Regions from separate parts of the Mus musculus genome. Here all the other regions are linked to region 1. A link is a contact called in public Hi-C data. All regions are on one chromosome and are shown on one strand. The core of a region is the stretch at or near the end of the contact, and the rest is flanking DNA. Distances in the headings are between cores, read along the strand shown.

Region 1 (2,746 bases), core at 102-2,601:
GATGGCTTTCTAAAATCAATTTCTAGGTCTCGGTACTACTCTCCATTCCAAGTTTTTGAAAATAAGCAGCTTTTCTATCCACAGCTCTATGTAAAAATAGGAATGACATGTACTTCCAAATCAAGTTCCATATTCATTTATGCTTTTTATAAATAAATTATTTCATTTTATATAGTTCAGAATAATTAATATGCATAAGGGTGACATTAACACAGTAAAGGTACAGAGAGACAATGAGACAGTCAAGAATAACTGTATTTACTTTGTAAGCTAACAGAAATCCTGTATCTTAGAGAAATGAATCATTTTCATACCTACTACAATTTTAATGCCTAAATAGCATGTGAAATAATTAAATTAGTAAATGAAAAGGCAGGTAACTTAATCACTGTAGAGCATTTGCTAATAAAAATAATGGTGTTAATAGCTACCATTAATTTGGTAGCTTCCATGTTCAAGGTCCAAGCACATTACATATATTACTGGTAATTCTCATTAAAACATGGTAAGGTGGATAATTTACCATTATTTCATTAAAAGAACCTAGAGCCCAGAGAAATTTGATCAGTTGCCCAAGAGTTTATAGAAATTAAGCCTGGAGTTAAACCTACTTTTTCTGATTATGTTCTATAGTTTTCCCATACTTCCTTCCACCCCCAAAATTACAACTATATTTTATGAAAAACGTCTTCCTTGGTAGAACCTTTAAAATCTAGTTAATATGATAGATCATTGCTTTGGCATTTCTTTGCTGGTAGAGATTAGTTGTCCTCAAAATAGTATCAAATGCATTTCATTTATTTCTTCACTCAACTAGTACTGCCTCTCTGCTCTGAGCAATATGCTGTTATAGCCATAGTGGGGATATCAATTAGGAAGTGAGCAGAATCCAAGAGCCTAATAATAAAACACTGAACATCATTACAGTTGTTGTAAAGAACATCATAAAAATGAGTAAACAAAGGAAAACCAAACAGGGATTTAAGGAGAGAGGTCGGAGGACACATGACTGAATTCAGTGTTCTGACTTCTGGTATATCACTAAAATGTATGTACTATAATAGAATGAACTACACTTACCTAGTGCATCACGGGCTCTGCTGCCTTTCCTCTTCTCTCCAAGCAGAAGCCCATACAGCATTACCACTGCAGCACCCGAGAGCATTTTGAGTGTACTACTTTGCCATTAGGAAGTCCACAAGAGAGAACTTCTCTGTTCTAGTTTTCACAATGATATGTGCCATGGCTGGACTGCCTAGTGTTCACTAGGTATAAATATGTAGGGAAGTAATTCGGAAAGGAGAGATGAAGGGGGGAAAACAGAAGACAAGAACAGAGAAGGGCACTCTACTCTCACAATGACTCATGCTTTGTAAGGGAATTCTGGAGAGTCAGATGGTCCATTTGTTTTTCTAAACACGTGTAACTGAAAGATAATTTATTGAACCATATTGCCACATTCAGAAAGTAAATAGCATTTTTTCCACAAATTAAACAAGACAAGATGATAATTTCTTCTAATTTATATTACTAGAAATTTGTTCGTCAAGCCCAGTGGTCAAAATTGTCTTGGGACGTGGGGTTGGATTAGTTAGCTGCTGGGAAGTGCACAAGGTCATTGACTTTGGACTTACAGGAAGTCACAGGCCTCTTCTTCCTGGTTTCTTTCAGTTTCTACTCTCCAGAGCAAACACCCAAGCTGTGTTTTCTGCAACTTGGTTTCTCAACATTTTCCAGTAAACAAGGGTGCAGATGAACCTCTGGTCAATTATGAACCGCTTTTAATTGTATAAAACATTTCAACCTAGAGAGAAAATAAGTACGTAAGATCTCTTCTTACCTAAAGATAGTCTGGATCATGAAGAGTGATAAAACCTTATGCTTTGATTCCTCAGAGTAAGGCAAAAAACAAAAACAAAAACAAACAAAAAAAACAAAACAAAACAAAAAATACCAACAACAACCACCCAAACAAGAGCAAACCTAACGTGTGTGTTCATGGGTATACACGTATTCTTGACTACCTGTCATAGAGTCACCCTTGGTGCATGGGTTTGCGTGATTGAGTCTTTCTAGCTGCAGATTTCCATTTTCCTCCTGTTTGTCTCTTCCCATATACATAGCATTATGACTGGCCCACTTCATCCTTGCTTTCTTTGGGAGTGGTCTTGGTCTCTAAGACATCACTTCCACAATCTCCTTGGATTCAGAGAACAGTTCATTAGGGCTGATCTCTTTCAGTCCCCTTTCTTTCTTCCCTTTCTGCACCTTGGGCTCTGGGCCTTTTTATTCCTCAGGTCTGCTATAGGTTAAGTCTAAGCACTTACATTCCCTTGCTTTTAACTCAGCCAGCACTGGCATCTGTATTCAGTCACCCTCCCTGTGAATAAATAAATTCAGATACCAGCCTCCAAAATCTCAGGTCTGGCTGGACAAACAGCTTGAGATGCAGCTCCTGTCACAGTTTCCTCTCACCTTGGAACAAAAAATCTCAATGGCACTGAGATGCAGCTGATTGTATCTTTAGTTCCCCGGTGTATAGGTTTGCCAGACTCTTAGAGGGCTACCATGTACCCTACAAACAATTAGCATTCAATAAAAGGCAAGTTATGCATCCAAGGGGCAAATTAAGGCAGAAAAAAAGTCTATGTCTGTGCATGGGGCAGCTAGGGGCTTCTGCAAGGAAGTTTGTGCTCTTTAAATGTTTTAGTCTGTCAGGAGACAGCTATAGTCTAGCCAGTTTGCG
Region 2 (2,746 bases), core at 123-2,622, 950 kb before region 1:
AAACTTATAAAATGTTATTTAAATGCCCCTTTGGGGCACCATCTGACAGAAATCACCTATGAGAATTGAATGAGTAGATCAGATATAGCACTTACTGATAGAAAAAAAAAGTGTCCTTTAAATCGACAGTTGCCACAGTGTTGGACAATGCGACCGAAGGAAATAATTTACATTATGAAGAGCTCAACAAACAAATCCTGTAAATAATACATGCTGAAGAGCAGCACACAGCTCCAGCAAGGCTTTTCTCAGAGAGACTGCGTTTAAAACATTTATTGGAGGCATATATTACAGTATATCACTTACTGGCTGGAAGCCATGCAATATGTGTCTTTACAAAAAAAATTACCTTGTAATATGAGCCCCTCCAAGGCATAATTATATAATAACGTTCTTATTGGGAAAACTGGAAGTAGGCCAAGCCTTGTCCAAATATAGTGAATGTCAGAGCCAAATTTATTATCCTTAGCTATTAACAGGAGAAGGCAGGTTTTGTTTACCAAGCCTAATTCTCTCCTAATTACAGCCACTATAAAATAATTACTATCCATGGGATAACAACACAAGACAGAGTGACTAACAGAAGAAACTGCAGGGGTTAGAAAACAGAGTGCAATCCTGTGTCATTTTGAACAGCTTGTGTACTGCCATGAACAAATTAACGGACTTCATTAAGGAATTATATTTTAAGAGTGGCTTTGCGGTGAAGCACCGAAGCAATTAATGCTTCCTATTTGGTCCTAGATCTGAGTTGCAGTGCGGTTTGAGACAGCAACTAAATTTTTTTCTTTTAATTTTTGATGTATCAGGTTTAATAGGATTACAAGCACATTACTGGGCAAGATAGTTAATGAGTGTTGAGAAAAACCTCTGTTTGGGACAAATGATCTGCGGCCCCTGCTAACTTGTTTCGTCTTTATGAGCTGATTTCTTACCGTGGTGATTTTAATAATCTACTAAAGACAAACGCCAACTTTTATCTAATTCCATTTCGCAACCTGCCCTTCTGTCCTCAACTCGGTTGGATCACGTTTTAGATGAAAGGGGTATTTTTTCAGAGAGGGCAGCGCTTCCCGCGTCTCGATTTGTGCCACAAAAATTGGGAACTTGAAATATTATTTCAATATTTCATATTTGCTTTCCACACAAATCAAAAAGGAGTATTATCTAGTTGAAACATGATGCCTCATTAAGTTCTCAATGTCGCCGGCTCCCGCATTCCCTCACTTCTTCCATCTCATCACAGTGCTCCAGAGATCGAAGGAAGCCTTGCTGCAGACCCTCAAACCCTTGAAAAGGAGGCAGTGGGATCGACCACTGTTCTGACTTCCTGTCCAGAACCGCCAGGGTGAAAGGCCAAGCTGCACTGTGCTGTGTGCGGCTCCTCCCTCCAGCTTCGAACTCCAAAGTACACTCACCTCAGAGTAGGAAAGAGGGCCCTGTTTTGGTGACTTGGTGGAAACATACAAACTCAGCACACTTGGGAAGTTGGTTTTAGATAGTGTTTTTAATAGGCCTCCAGATGGCCACATAAAAGCAAAAGGGTTATTATAGCAACTCCCAGCCGGGCCATTAGAGATAAAGGTGGGCCAGAATTTTCTTGAAAAAGAAAAAAAAATTCTTTTGAGGAGTACATGACCTGTTCTTCGGAGGAAAAAAAAATCTTCAGGGGATGTAGGGGACGGAATTCTAAATCCAGAAATTCAGTTTCGAATCGTAGTTACCTTTCCCAATGTTACATCATGCAAATCAAGTCGCTTATTTTAAAGTTGGAGTTTCAGCATGTAATCTTAGTCCTTCCCAATAATGCTGTGCAAGCTTCAGGTTCCTTTTTTTCCCCCTCTTTCCTCCTTTCCTTTTTTATTCTCTAGATACTGCACATTTCTACAGGGAAATAAAGTGAAGAAAGGAATAGGCAATAAAGAGATTCAGGAAAAACTTTTCATGTGGAAAAAAATGTCCTGTCTCAAACTATATATATATATATATATATATATATATATATATATATATATATATATATATATTGCACATGGCTTTTGAGCTGCGAGGTTGAAGGAGGACATGAAATGAAGGTCCCCCAGTGGCTGAACACCTCCTCATTGTACAATCAAAAGAGAAGCATTGAACGTCTCCTTTCTTTCCCTGCGGTCAGAAGCCACAGTAGCTCAGAGGTTGGAAATAGGACTGGCTGGCTTCACTTGGCTCAGCCATGTGATCTGATCTCCTCCATTCTTTTTTATTTTTTTCTGTAATTTTTTTTCAAAACTCTTCCACTATACACCAGTCACCATATTGTTCAAAGTTTTATTTGGGGGTCTCTGCCTGCACTCTAACACCACACGGGCACATACACAGTTGTTTGCCAGGAAGCAGAAAGACATGGTTACCCCCTAAAGCTGGCAGGTTTGTCTCTCTCCAGTCCTGTTCAACTTTCACTGTGAGTCAATTCCCCCCAGATTCCATGGGTAGCTAGCTCAGCTCGTTGGTGTGCCCCACTTTGAATGGTGTCTTTTCATCTTTTCTTGTGTCTCCTTGGGAATCTTGGTTAAAAGTTAGAGGAAGCAGTTTTAAGGATTACTATCCATCTCTTACTTTAAAATGAAGCATCTCTTAAAAGTTTCATTCCTGTTATTTTAAAATGTATTGAGGTATTTGAAAATACCTCAAGTTATGCAGTGAATATGCATATTTGCTGAGATTAAACAATTGTGATGCATGATCAAAAGTTTTAAATATTTCCTTC
Region 3 (2,746 bases), core at 88-2,587, 560 kb before region 1:
ACTGTGGGCAATTGCAATAGTTTTGTTTTTCCCCTGCAAAGTGAAAATCAGGTTTGCAGGATTCTCTGGTCTAGACTCTAGGTCCCTGGGGATTCCTTTGTGTTCTCATGAAATGAAGTCTTTTGTACTTTTTAGTTAAGTGCAGACAAACCACTTATTTACGGTATAATGTGAGCATAGATACATTCAAATGAAAGGCATTTCATGAAAAAGTAGCTAGTTATAAAGTAGATTACATACAAATTTGGTACACAAGGCATTTGATGGACAAATACCACCTTTTGGAAAGGATATATTCCTATTCCCCATCAAGAGAAAGGTCTGGCTGCTTGAGGGATGTGTGGATATGCATTTGGCCTGCATCTCTTCTTACTGACTTCCCTCTGTGGGTTGTTGATGAGAATGAATGAAGATGTGGCCTTTTTAGGGATTTGTGTCTTCAGCCAAGCTTTAGATTTTACAACATCATATGTGCTAGCAGATTTATGAAGGTAATTCATAATCATACTATGTTAGACTCTTTAGGGGCTGAGTGGATTTTAAGATCTTCACTCAATCCTCTTGCTTTAAAGAAACATGTATATATATACATATACATATACATATATGTATGTGTATATGTATATGACATACACACATAAGCAATGACATGGTCATACGTGCAGTCATTGCTTTCTAAACATGATAGTACCTGGATATTTGAATCTCTCCTTCCATTCCTCCCTTTTTTCTCCCTTCTCTCTTCCTCCTTCCCTCTTTCCACCTTCATTTTCTCTTCCACCCTTCTTTTTTTTTTTTTTTTTCTGACACAGGGTCTCTAGGCTGGCCTTGAATTATTTTTCATCCAAGGCAAAGATGACCTTGGACTCTGGATCATTCTGTCTCCACCTCTCAAGTGCTGAGATTACAGGCATGTGCCTCTGCATCTGGCTTTCTGTACTGCAGGGCAGTGCAGCATTCAGCTTGCACAATCTCCCATCCACTCTAGTATGCTAACACATGTCCCTGGCGTTATCTCTTGCAGCACCTCCATCAAGTCTCTCCACTGCCTCCTGTCCACTCAGCAGCCTCCTTCTAACCTCACTGTTAGCTGGTTGAATGAAAGAAATCGATAAGACTGTTAAAACTATCAAGAACTTTTTAAAACGGAGAAATAATATTTTAATTACTCCTGACATGCCAGTTTGAAGCCCATATCCTACTTTATGACAGTTCAGTTTAGAAACTACATTGCTTCATTTCGGTAACTTTATTACCATTTGGCTCAGAGATTGCTATTTCGCCTTGGCCACAGATTTCATCAGTTGCCCGGTTCACCTTTGTCCGCGTTATACTTGTGAAATGACCCCTTCCGTTAGTGCTTGTCAATAGTAAATTGCTATATTCTGTGCCTAGAAACACACTGGAGGACGACAACACTTTATTGAATGACTGAGTTTGTAGTTAATTTTTTTTCCAAAATTAAAACTTAATTGGAATAGTTCTAATTGTTATTTAGTGTCCATGAATTAAGACATTGTTTGGGGTCAGCTATTTCTGATAATGTTCTTATTCTTAAAAAGAATACAAGACTTTTAGACCATACTGTACATGTCTTTGCAGACCAAGTATGTTTTGTTTCCTCTCTAATTTTCTATCCATTCTACAAAAATATAAACATGTGAGGTGGCCAAGGTTCAATAGTACTATGACACCAAATTAAATTTACATTGGAGAATTTTCTGTGGATGAATCCTTTGTCCACAGAAAGCTCTGTTTTGTTTAAAGCAAGGAATATGCACTCTCTCATGTGATGACAGAATGAAAGAAATTTCAATTTCTTACTGAAGGCTAGCTTTGAGTAATATTTCCTTTCAAACAAATAAGCAAAGTGTGGTACTTAAAATATTCATCACTATTTCGGTTATTTCAAGATTAAATGTATTTGTGTTAAACATGTAAATTTGTTAACTGTTAAAGTATTATCTATTCCATTATAACATTTATGGGAAAGAACGTCGCTGCTCACTTCTTTACAGTGTTTAGCTCCTCTATCTCATTAACAAAGCTGTTGCCAAAAATAGAACCCCCTGATAAGTTGCTTGAAAATGGAGGTAAAATAAATGCCAACCGCCTTCCAGACCCAGCTCTGGGGGACTCAATGCTGCCTGCAGAACTTTCTTGTTTGTCCAGTGGTATCAGGAAGCACCTAGGTTGAGATGAAAGAATTCACAACTTTTACTTTTCTATCACCTGAATTTCAAAGTCCTTACTTACATCATGGACTTTTGCTTCATTTTATTTTTGCTTTGTATACTCTGAAATAGCCAACCATGAGATTGTTTACCTATTTATAGGCAAAGAGAGAAGGGTGAAGGAGCCAGAGGGAGAGTCAGTGATAGAGACAAGAGAGACACTTAGAGACACTGAGGGAGAGAAAGTATGGAAGAATACTGATTTTCATTAAATTCTAGTATCTCAAATTAACATATGGTTGATTGAAATTTCATTATTAAATAGACATGAAAGAAAAAAGGTATTATTAGAAGCAATACTTTTACTAATGTTAGGCAACATGATAGCAAGGAAATAACAATTTCTCCACTTCCAGATACAGAAAATTATACCATTGCTGTGACTTTCAGGAATAGAAGAGATTCAGTGTTTGTGTAAATCTTTGGGTATATTTGCTATATATTTTTGTTTCTTTTAAGTGAATTTTTAAAACTCACTAATATATTGTAAATGAAAATAAAATTTTGTTAGA

The links. Hi-C and Micro-C count contacts between places; a contact is called where the count stands out from the background.
Region 2: a contact with region 1 is called in a Hi-C map of liver, with 2.4 times the contacts expected there. The contact joins two enhancer-like sites. A contact is called at or near these places in 1 of 39 promoter capture datasets (the C10 cell line), 2 of 15 datasets of contacts at CTCF or cohesin (liver and stem cell-derived epiblast-like cells), 75 of 484 Hi-C or Micro-C datasets (the AtT-20 cell line, the C10 cell line, the HL-1 cell line and 33 more) and 4 of 115 datasets of contacts at active chromatin or transcription factors (astrocytes, embryonic basal ganglia, epiblast stem cells and 1 more).
Region 3: a contact with region 1 is called in a Hi-C map of liver, with 4 times the contacts expected there. The contact joins two enhancer-like sites. A contact is called at or near these places in 2 of 39 promoter capture datasets (cranial neural crest and second pharyngeal arch cranial neural crest), 1 of 484 Hi-C or Micro-C datasets (liver) and 1 of 115 datasets of contacts at active chromatin or transcription factors (embryonic basal ganglia).

The regions. Positions count from the first base shown.
Region 1 is chr2:63,509,601-63,512,346 of GRCm38.p6, reverse strand. No RefSeq gene overlaps it. Among named protein-coding and RNA genes, the nearest start is that of Gm8541, 64 kb to the left of the region's middle. Within about 2 kb of position 1,351, at least 3 of the 459 cell types and tissues checked have an H3K27ac peak or open chromatin away from gene starts, as enhancers often do. A contact at or near this core is called in liver, where this site is marked.
Region 2 is chr2:64,460,462-64,463,207 of GRCm38.p6, reverse strand. No RefSeq gene overlaps it. Among named protein-coding and RNA genes, the nearest start is that of Gm13575, 68 kb to the right of the region's middle. Within about 2 kb of position 1,372, at least 3 of the 459 cell types and tissues checked have an H3K27ac peak or open chromatin away from gene starts, as enhancers often do. A contact at or near this core is called in liver, where this site is marked.
Region 3 is chr2:64,068,717-64,071,462 of GRCm38.p6, reverse strand. The region is part of intron 2 of Fign (fidgetin); the gene reads left to right. Among named protein-coding and RNA genes, the nearest start is that of Fign, 28 kb to the left of the region's middle. Within about 2 kb of position 1,337, at least 16 of the 459 cell types and tissues checked have an H3K27ac peak or open chromatin away from gene starts, as enhancers often do. A contact at or near this core is called in liver, where this site is marked.